Linked DNA regions of Zea mays: region 2 is linked to region 1. The links are chromatin contacts, called in public Hi-C maps. All regions are on one chromosome and are shown on one strand. The core of a region is the stretch at or near the end of the contact, and the rest is flanking DNA. Distances in the headings are between cores, read along the strand shown. Region 1 holds the start of LOC100194379. Region 2 holds the start of LOC100284454.

Region 1 (5,329 bases), core at 1,901-4,400:
GGTTCACCATTTTGTTGTAGCTAGAGCGTTTGAATAACTTTTTATACAATTTGACTGTTTTGAAGTAAATCTGAAGCTGTCCCGTGCACTGAAATCAGGTACTCAAAGATGAAACCATCATCATAGTTTACATATATATAAAACGTCCACACGCATCCTCTTTCTAGTTCTTCTAAGACTTTCCACTACCCTACTACCACATTCAGCAACAACAAGAAAGAACATGTGCCCAAAGAGCAAGCCCCGAACACACTGACCACTAGGTGTAGTATGGCTAAACAAACTACTTACTATCCTATAGCTATTCCCATATACAGAAGCGGAAGATAACGAGTCGAAGGCGATTAAGAAATGCGAAAGCGATTAGGAGAACATCTCGAGGCCAGCTCTCGTCTGTCAGAGCCTGGACTTGAACAGGTCGGTCCGCGCACGTGGGTTCCGTCAGCAGGCACGAGAAGAAAAAAAAGCGGCAACGAGCAGCGCGGTTAAACAACTGCTTTAGATTAGCCCCCATCTTCTCGTCACTCCGCTTCCGCTTCAGGGCGCCCGAAAGATTCCCGGTCTCCGACGCATGCAGCAACGGAACGGAACGCAGCAAAGTCTCCTCATCAACTCTCCTGGCCTCATCTTCCCTGCTGCCAAGACAGATTCAGAGAGAGTTTTTCTTCTTCTTCTTCTTTTTTAACTGTCTGGCCCGCCATCAAAAGCAACAGTACAGTTCAGCAGGATATAGAAAAATGTCTAGTAGTAGTATAAACTATTCCATGGATTCCAGAGCTGGTTTACAGGAGTAATGACAGTGGATGAGCTATTCAGCTGTGACTTGCAGGATAAAACTAACAAAAGTGAGCGCGATGATGACCTGTCTCGAGCTTTTTTGGGTAGGGGGCGACAATGGACTGTAGGGACTCGAGCTTGCTTTCCCAGAAAGCAACAAAGCAGCTGTTAATGACCGCGGTCTCGCTCTCGAGGTCGAGGTAAAGGAGTGGCGACTGACGACACAACCCAAGCCAGGAACAAGACTTCAACCTTCTTCCAGAAAAATGCCTGATGTTGTAGTTTAGGACAGTACAAAAATACTACTAGACCCTTCAAGTTCGTGTACTCGTTGGCTGTGGTGGATTGGACATTGGTCAAAGATTAAAGAAACTGAGAAAAAGTCTAAAAATGTGCTTAGTTGGTTCGTGGGAAATATATTATTGTTTGCTAGGGCCAAGTGGAAATTTCCATGGCTGATTAGACTTGTTGTTTAGTAGCAGCCTTTTGTGAGACAATGGTTCAGCCAACGACTGCAATGGCAGACAAACTGCAAGATCAGTGTTGAATGTTGATATGGTAGCTGAGTGATCACTGATCAACTAGCTAGAATTTAAGGTTCCAGACGAAAACAGTGATGTGTAGCTGTGAAGGGACGGCGATGAATAAGCTCGTCTTTTTTACCTGTGCGTTTTTTTCTTCTTCTTCTGGCATATGGATTCTGCATGATCTCCTAGAACGGTAGGCTCTTGGAGGTGGAGGAGGCAGTGAGCGCCTTGAGGCTCTCAGTCGGTGCCGGAGCCAAGTCCTGCGGCAGCCGCGCGCGGCGGACGATGCGGCGCATGTTGCTCTGCAGGCTCTGCTGAACCAGCTGCCGCACGGCGCGCTTCTCCGCGCTCATGCCGGCGTCGGCGAACTCCCCGTCCACCGACTCCTCCCCGCGGCACCCGCGCTCCTGCGGCGCCGACACCGTCGCCACGACGCCCGAGGCGTCTTCCGCGACCTGCTTGCCCTTGTCGGCGCGGAGGATCTCCAGGATCCTGGACGCGCGCTTCTGCGCGAGCGCCGTGCCCACGAGCGTGAGCTCCAGGAGCGCGGACGAGGCGCCGGCCTCGGCCATGGCGGCGCGGTCACCGTAGCTCCGGTGCGCCAGGACCATCAGCACGTAGGCCGCCTTCTCCTGGCACCCGGGCTCGTCGGCCCAGTTGAGCACGTCGACGAGGGACGGCACCGCGTCGGGGGCGCGGCTCACGGCGCGGCGGCCCTCGGGGCAGGCCGCCACGAGGTTGCAGAGCACGGCGAGCGCGCGGTCCGTCACAGGGCCGTCCCCCACGGCCGCCACCAGCGCCGGCGCGAGCCCGGCCGCCAGCAGGTGCAGCGCGTTGGCGGGCGCGATGGAGAGGTTCAGGAGCGCGCGCAGCGCGTCGTGGCGCGCCTGCTCAGTGGAGGACGCGGCCTGGAACGCGCGCACGAGGAAGGGCGCGGCGCCGGACGCGCCGATGACGGGCTTGTTGGCGTCGAGTGCGCTGAGGCAGAGGAAGTTGGCGACCACGGCCGCCTCCGTTAGCGCGCCGCCCTCCGCAATGCGGAGCATCTTGTGCACGGCACCGGCCTGCACGATCGCCGCCTTGTTCCTGGCAACAATCATGCAGACAGCTCTGCACATTCCGAAACCGAATCCCCCCAGATCTGATCACGAAACAGAGAAGGCAGACAACTCACGTGTCATTGCCGATCCCCAAGTTGAGCAGCGCGTACAGCGCTGCGGTCGTGACATCCTCCCCCACGTCGCCGCCCTCGTCCAGCATCGCGACGAGCGGCGGGATGGCGCCGAGCATCGCGAGCATCTCCCTAGCGCCGGCGTCGTCCTTGGCCTTGCTCCGCACGGCCATGGCCGCCTCGACGCGGGACATGCAGCCGTCGCCCCCGCCGTCCCGGAGCGCCCCCACCACGCCCTTCAGCTCCTCCAACGCCTCCACCTTCCTGGCCGCCGCCTCGGCCTCGGCCTCAGCCTCGTCGCTGCACTCGGACGGCTGCTCGGCCCTGAGCAGCTCCGCGAGCCTGTCCGACCGCGGTCTCGGCCTCGGAATCCGCTGTGGCGACCGGTAGGCCGTCCGTCCACGGCAGGAACCGCCTCCGTCACCGCCACCGCCACCGCCGCCGCACGCGAGAACCTCTAGCACCTTCCTCCGCAGCGAGGCGGCGGAGAAGATCGGCCAGATGCGGAACCCGCCGGCGTCGGCGTGCGCGCACCTTGCCACCATCGAGCACGGGCCACTGCAGCGACCTTCGTCTGCAAGTCACATTTGCCGGAGGCGGGCGGGCGGGCGACACCTGGCTGCGCTCGGGCGCTCGGCGCTCGCAGACTGGCGTCCGGAGGAAGGCGTGGCGGGCGGCTGCGCGAACGGGGTGGGGTGGGGGTTTATACGCGTAGATAGAGGGACGCAGACAGTGGGCCAGAGACTGAGCCGGTGGGGCCAATTGGTCAGCCGGGAGGGCACAGGCTTAGTATTTTAGAAAGAAAAATAAAGGGTAATAAATGGTGTTAGATTTGAGCCGAGGTCCTGGATCGCTTGTTTAATAGCCTGCTTTGCTGGATGGGCTTATATTATTTTATGGTTATGGACATCATGGTCACACAGATCTTGCAGTGCAGTGTGCTTAGCTGCACCAGGTCAGCGAGCGAATGGCATGAGGTTTTGTTCTGTATGTACTCCTGGTTAAGAACTTATTAAGGCCTTGCCTGCGACACTCCAACTTGACCTGAATTTTGACTTTGTTTACGGTTGCATTCCGGTTAACGAACCACAGAACCCTGACAGCCAAGTAAGCATGCAAACGCCAATTTGATGCAGAAAAGATGTGCTTACGGAACAGTCCCAAGTTGCAGCGCACACTCACTCATGCTTGCTCTGCTTTCCCCGGCCCGCTTTGTGCTTTCCTCGTACCAACTGGCAACTGGGCGTCTCCCACAGGAGAAAAAGATGCGGTGCTGTGCTGTGCTGAGCTTAGCCGATGATCCCAACCCGGGTCGACGGGAGGCACGTGTCGTGCGTTGACACGGCTGCTCACGAGGCGCGCGCATGCGTCGTTCTTTGCTGGCCATCCCTGCTTGCCTGCCAGTCTGTCTGATCGTAAAAGAAGGCATGGCGGCCATGGCTCCAACTTTCAGGAGGTGTTTGGGAACAAAGTTTTTCTGCAGTTTTGGAAGAATACTGCAGTATTCTCAAATACTGCAGTATTATATACATAATGGTGTTTGGCAAGCTGGGTAAAATCTCTGTTTTCAAAACTGAAGTATTGCAAATACTATAGTTGTTTTAAGGCATTCTAAACTTAGCTCTGGACCTCAGTTTTCAAAACTGCGGTATTATAAACTACGGTATTGTCATAACTAAAGTATAGTATAGTATTTCAAAAACTGTAGTTTTCAAAAACTTTATTCCCAAACAGGGCCTCAAGTGTACACACTGCCATTTTTGACCGCAGGCTTATGGAGCAACCTGCAGCACTGTTTCTCTACTGAAACTGTAGAGTAGCAGGCATTTATCTCACCCAAAAAATCGCTGCACCTCCAGAGTCGTCCAGACTCGACTCACCTCGCGCACACCAAGGCCGGGTCCGGGTTCGGGTCCTCTCCTGTATTGGAATTGGAAGTATGCAGATTTTCCAGCTGGTATCCAGGAACGGCATGAACTCGAACAGTGTGGCACTGCCGTCCAGGTTGCCAGGAGGAGCTGTCATTGTACTGCTGCCCGCCCCCAATTTTAGCACGACCGTATCGTACGGCGGATCGGCCTCCTTTTGACTCCGGAGCGGCCAGCCGGAGACGGGTACAGGAGCCGACAGTCTGGCCCTGGCACTGGTAGCTGGTAGGTCGATGAGTGAAACCGCCGTACGCCCCCGCCCCGCGCCAGCCACCGCCACCGACGCTCGCCGCATTTAAGCAGCGGCGGGTGGTCATGCTCCGCATGTGCCCCGTTCGAGCCGCGCCGCTGGAGGAGTGGGGAAGGGCTGGAGCCCCTGGAGGCTGGCGCGACCGAGCATACCGCCCATAAACGTGAGCGACGAGCCAGGAGGGTTCCTGTCATAAATCATTGAGGACGGACGCTGGAACAACTCCCACGACGCCAGGCGGCTCCGTTGTATAGTATCTATCGTTCGCTGTGCTTCACCCGTCCTATACTATACGACGTGGTCGGTTGGCTCGGCTGCCCCCCCCCCCCCCCCAATCAGGGCCCGGCTGGCCATGCATTCGCTTCGTGCGTGTGTGCGCCCGCGGCGGGGAGAGCGACGCGCAGGGCCGGCGCACGGCGTGATGAATGAACGTGGCATCCTTCCGATGAGCCGGATGACGGGGGATGAGCATGAGCATGAGCATGAGCGGAGCGGAAGCGTACATGTATCAATTGGGCGGCGTACACGACGGATGGTAGAGCCGGGGAGCGGCGAAACGATTCCACCGCTCCAATGGTCCAATCCAAACTACCGAGCCGGCGCGCTTGACTGGGTCACGTGGCAGGCGAACGCACAATGTTGCCCCAAAACACTAGAACAAACTGACTGACGGTGC
Region 2 (5,462 bases), core at 1,958-4,457, 530 kb before region 1:
AGGTTCATTTATGTACCTGCTCCTCACACCGCTGCAGTCATTGGTGATGAATTATATGAATCCTTGGTTGATTGGAATCTTGATGAAAAGATATCCTCAATTACTCTAGACAACTGCACCACAAATGATGCGGTAATCCCTATACTTGTGAGGAACATTGGAAAGCATAAGTTGTTAAATGATGGTAAATTATTACACATGCGCTGTTCTGCGCATATTCTTAACTTGATAGTAAAGGATGGGTTAGAGGAGTTGAAAGATGCAATTGAGAACATCCGTGACAGCGTAGCTTATTGGACAGCCACACCTAAAAGGGTTGAAAAGTTTGAGGAAATAGCTAAGTTTGTCAAGGTTGTTGGCAAGAAAAAGATTGGACTTGACTGTAGGACTAGGTGGAATTCTACCTTTAGCATGCTAGAAAGTGCATTGCCCTACAAGGTTGTTTTTGTTAGAGCAAGCCGTGTAGATAGACAGTACACATCTTTGCCAACTGAGGAGGAGTGGAAATTTGCAGAGGATGTTGTGGAAAGGCTTAGGTTGTTCTATAATATCACTGAACTTTTTTCTGGGACAGATTATGTCACAGCTAACATCTACTTCACTAAAATTGCTGAGATTAGAAAGAAAATTAGGCAATGGTCGACTTGTGGCAACCCATTAGTGGAAGCCATGTCAGCTAATATGGTAACCAAGTTTGATAAGTATTGGACTGACATACAAGGGTTAATGGGCATTGCAACTCTTCTTGATCCCCGATTCAAGACCACAGTGTTGTTGATTTGTTATGAGGATTTACTTGGAATATCGGGTCAAGCATGTGAGGACAGTGTTAATGATGTTAAGAACTTGTTAGCTGACTTGATGCGTGAGTACCATGTAGAAGAGGATTTAGAGGGCAGCCAAACATCAACTCCTATAGTTAGCAACAATGATGACTACTTATCTTCCATTAGTGCACGTGTTGCAAGTAGGAAGCCAGCAAACATGGGGTTTAAATCAGAATTGGACCGCTACTTGGATGAAGAGATGTTGAGCATGCAAACAAAAAACTTTAATGTGTTGGATTGGTGGAAGGTGGCGGGAACTCGATATCCCACTTTGAGGATGATTGCAAGGGATATATATGCTATCCCTGTTACAACTGTTGCTTCGGAGTCAGCTTTCAGCACCGGGGGTAGAGTTCTTAGTGAGCATCGTAGCAGGCTCACTTCTAAGATGTTGGAGGCTCTCATGTGTTCCCAAAACTGGCTTCGGAACAAGTACAAAGGTATACAATTGGTTTGTTGTAGTCTGTAGAATTCATATTTTATTTATACTCATGCCTGAAAACTTATACATTTGTGTTTCTAGTTGATGATACGAGCAAGAAACCTGCTACCTTTTGGTCTTGTCTCCAAGACATACAAGAGGGCCTTCAGGTTATTCTTTCTAACTTGTCCTTGTTTGATTAATTTTGTGCCTTCACTGCTAACTAATTCTAAATTTGTTCATGTAGGAGCTTGCCCTTTGAATCAATAAAGTCAAGTCTAAACTCTAACAGCCTATTGCCTGCTTGCTGCAACGTCGATGATGTGATTGGTGTCATGGTCACATGTTTTTTGGTGCATGAAAAACTAGTTCTTTTGGTAGCCTGGTAGGCTGGTAGTGGTAAAGTAACTTTTTTGGTGCATGAAAAACTAGTTCTTTTGGTAGCCTGGTAGGCTGGTACTGAACTACTGATGCCTGTAATGAAATATCTGTGATGCACTGATGCCTGTAAGCTGCAACTTTTGAACTTATGGCTTGTAATCATGTGACTATGTGAGGCAATGGCGTGGCAGTGATTTGAACTGATGTCTTATACTTTTGCTACTGTTTTTTACCTAACTTAATTAATCTGAATCGGGTGGCTGCCGGGTATGGGTTACCCGTCGGGTAACAATACCCACTCGGGTACGGGTATGGGTAAACATTTCTACCCGCAACCGGGTATGGGTATTGTGTCGGGTATATTTTTTTGTCGCGGGTGCGGGTATGGAAAGACAATACCCGGCGGGTACGTACCCGTTGCCATCTCTAGTGCGGCGGCCGTTCAGTATTTTTCCCTTTGTAGGATAATTCACTTTGAGCCTGTAGCCTTTGCATGTCTCTTTTTTACTCCACTTTTGATTGTTTTATCGGTAGTGAAGTCCATTCCGCAAGCCTATGTTAATAAAGACGTGTGTAAGTGTGTTAGTTAACTTCCAATTATTGAGGAACATATTTACTTATGAAAAAATTCTTAGTAATGGTCAATGTAACAAAAAAAAGTAAGGCCACATTTGTTTCATTGGAATTGAATTCTATTATAATAATTATAATTTAGATAAAACTAATTAAGTTCATATATTTATATATATAATATATTTGTATATTATCCTAAATTATATGAGAGATAGTTATATATTATATTTATATTATAGCGAAGCAAGTATAAGAGTGTGTTATAAGTTGTACATCGGAAAAATAGCATGTAAATTTATAGAATCAATTTTTATCTCTTACCTCATGAATTTGAGATATTCTTATATGATAACTTTGGAAAGTGTGGAATGTCATATTCTAAAAAAATAGCCTATTGCATTAGTAAAATTCCAATTCCTCAAGATAAAGAAAACAAACGGGACATAAAAGTAATTCTACGAGAATTTTGCGTGAATCAATGTATTTTTAGAAAAAAAAAACAAAAAAATATAGAGAGAAATCACATTCCAAATTGGTTCTTAATGGGAGGGCAGATTCTTGGCACATGATACTAGGAAACAGTCTTTCCCGTCTAATTGCTCTCCCTAAACAAACCTAATCTCGCTGGCAATGAGGACATTCCACTACTAGACGAGAACTCTAGACCTGCTGCCGGCCAAGGTTGCCATGGTACAACAACGTTGAAGGTTGAACGCTGAACGGGCGCAGGAAATGGCCCAATCACCCGGCAGCAGATCCGCCCGAATCTTCGGTGCTCCAACCTCGCCGGCAACAACCGCTCCCGACGCGTCATGGGCCCTTCCTCGCTCCCGCCTCCACTCCGTAGCTCCCACCTCACCCCCGCTCCTCGCAGGCTCGACCCCACCCGTTCGGTCCGCGTGCCCGCCTCACGTTGGTCCGCCGCGCGCGCACCACACCACAGTACCACACCACACCACACCGCTACATACAAATAAGCGAGCCCCCCGGCGCCCAACGACTTTGCAAATCCCGTGTGCCGCACTGGCCGAGCCCACATTCGAACCAAAGTCCCCCCGGGCCCCCCCAAGGAAAACCATGTGCCGCGCCCGCCACGTTCCCACGCGCCACTAAATCAGCAGCGCCCGGCCGCCCGGAGCTGCCAGTAGCGGCAACAGCAAAACAAGAAGCAGCCAGCTACCGGAGCACTAGTAAACAGTAAGCAGCAGAGAGCATGGCGAGATCAGGGCGGGAAGCGGAGCCCGGAGAGGAGGAACGGAAGCTGGTGCTGGGCAAGTACGAGCTGGGCCGCCTGCTGGGGCAGGGCACCTTCGCCAAGGTTTACTACGCGAGGGACCTGAGCGCCGGCGCCGGCACGGGCCACAGCTGCAGCGTAGCCATCAAGGTGATCGACAAGGCGCGGCTGCGGCGCACGGAGGGGATGGTGGAGCAGCTGCGCCGGGAGATCTCCATCATGCGGATGGTGCGGCACCCCAACGTGGTGGGCATCCGGGAGGTGCTCGCCAGCCGCTCCCGCGTCTTCGTCGTCATGGAGTACGCGCGCGGCGGGGAGCTCTTCGCCAAGGTGGCCCGGGGCCGCCTCGACGAGGACCACGCGCGCCGCTACTTCCAGCAGCTGGTCGCCGCCGTCGGCTTCTGCCACCGCCGCGGCGTCGCGCACCGGGACCTCAAGCCCGAGAACCTGCTGCTGGACGAGGCGGGGCGGCTCAAGGTCACCGACTTCGGGCTGGCCGCGCTGCCCGAGCAGCTGCGCCACGACGGCCTGCTCCACACGCAGTGCGGCACCCCCGCGTACGTCGCGCCCGAGGTGCTCAGGAAGCGCGGCTACGACGGCGCCCGCGCCGACCTCTGGTCCTGCGGCGTCGTGCTCTACGTCCTCCTCTGCGGCTTCCTCCCGTTCCAGCACGACAACTACGTCAAGTTGTACCAGAAGATCTTCAAGGCCGACTACCAGGTGCCGCCCTGGGTCTCCGGCGACGCGCGCCGCCTCATCGCGCGCCTGCTCGTCGTCGACCCCGCCAAGCGCGCCTCCATCGCCGAGATCATGTGCACGCCGTGGTTCAGGAAGGGCTTCGTGCCGCCCGTCCTTTCGCCCCCGGTGACGCCCAAGAAACAGCAGCTGGACGAAGGCGCTGCCCTCTTCGACAACGACGACGACGACAACAGCAACAGCAACCACTCTGGCGCCACCTCCCCTCGGTCGTGCAACGCGTTCCAGCTCATCTCGTCCATGTCCTCCGGGTTCGACCTGTCGGGGCTGTTCGAGAGCGAGCAGAAGACCGCGACCGTGTTCACGGCCCGCGCGCCGGCGGCCACCGTGGTGGAGAAGCTGGAGTCCGTGGCGCGCGCCCTAGGATTCGAGGTCACCAGGGGGAAAGGCTGGAAGGTGAGGATGGAGGCCAAGGCCGAGGGCACGAACGGACGGCTCGCGGCCACCGCCGAGGTGCTCGAGGTGGCCGTGGACGTGACCGTGGTCGAGTTCGTGCACGACGCCGGGGACGCGCTGGACTTTAACAAGTTCTGCGCCGTCGACGTCCGCCCGGGGCTCACGGAGATCGTCTGGGCGTGGCAGGGCGACAGCCCCGCCGCCGCCGTCGGCACCGCGTGAACAAGCGTCCCCGTCTGTCACGTGGAAGTTGTAGCAACTTTGCGTAGGAGTTAAACACGGCTGCACTGGCACCAGCTTTTTATAGCATGTAAAGTTTCAAGTTCTCGTCGTTGCTTCGAGACTGCCATGGTGGCTAGTTCGTTGTGTGCCATATGCTGTACAGGAAGGAAAGAGTCGAATCGAGCCGGGGAGTTTTCGATCGACTTGCCAAGTTTTGTACGATCATAACCTGTATTTTCTGGAGATGTGTGCATACAAAATTTTGCCCGTGATCAAATTTAGTTTTGGTCCCCATATATTTTTTCCCATCAGGATGATTCTACCAATTAAATCAATTATTACTATGTCATTTTCACAGGATCTAGGTTGTTCTTAATCAGCAATGGATATTCATACAAGTCTTCGATGTTCAATGAGCTAGGTGGAAATTTCGGTGTTACAAAAGTAATTACACGATAGGATTTTTTTTTTGCTAATGTGACAAGGTATTTAATAGGAGGAAGATAAAAGCTATCTTAAGTAAGATACTGCTTTCACATGATATCTTAGGTTATGACACACACAAAATATTACTGAGGTCTATTTTTATAGACAACACCAATTAAATAATTAAAACATATAAATATGATAAAGGGAGTGTATCTTGTATCAA

The links. A called contact is a pair of places that touch in the nucleus more often than the background predicts.
Region 2: a contact with region 1 is called in a Hi-C map of endosperm, with 2.8 times the contacts expected there. The contact joins the promoter of LOC100284454 here to the promoter of LOC100194379 in region 1. A contact is called at or near these places in 2 of 25 Hi-C or Micro-C datasets (endosperm and tassel).

Annotation. Positions count from the first base shown.
Region 1 is chr7:119,907,067-119,912,395 of Zm-B73-REFERENCE-NAM-5.0, reverse strand. LOC100194379 reads right to left here and starts at 3,150. Exons shown (of 3, transcript NM_001416008.1): 1 at 2,479-3,150; 2 at 1,441-2,390; 3 at 73-689. The coding sequence starts at 3,020. The coding sequence ends at 1,490.
Region 2 is chr7:120,433,678-120,439,139 of Zm-B73-REFERENCE-NAM-5.0, reverse strand. LOC100284454 reads left to right here and starts at 3,207. Exons shown (of 1, transcript NM_001157349.3): 1 at 3,207-5,087. The coding sequence starts at 3,416. The coding sequence ends at 4,810.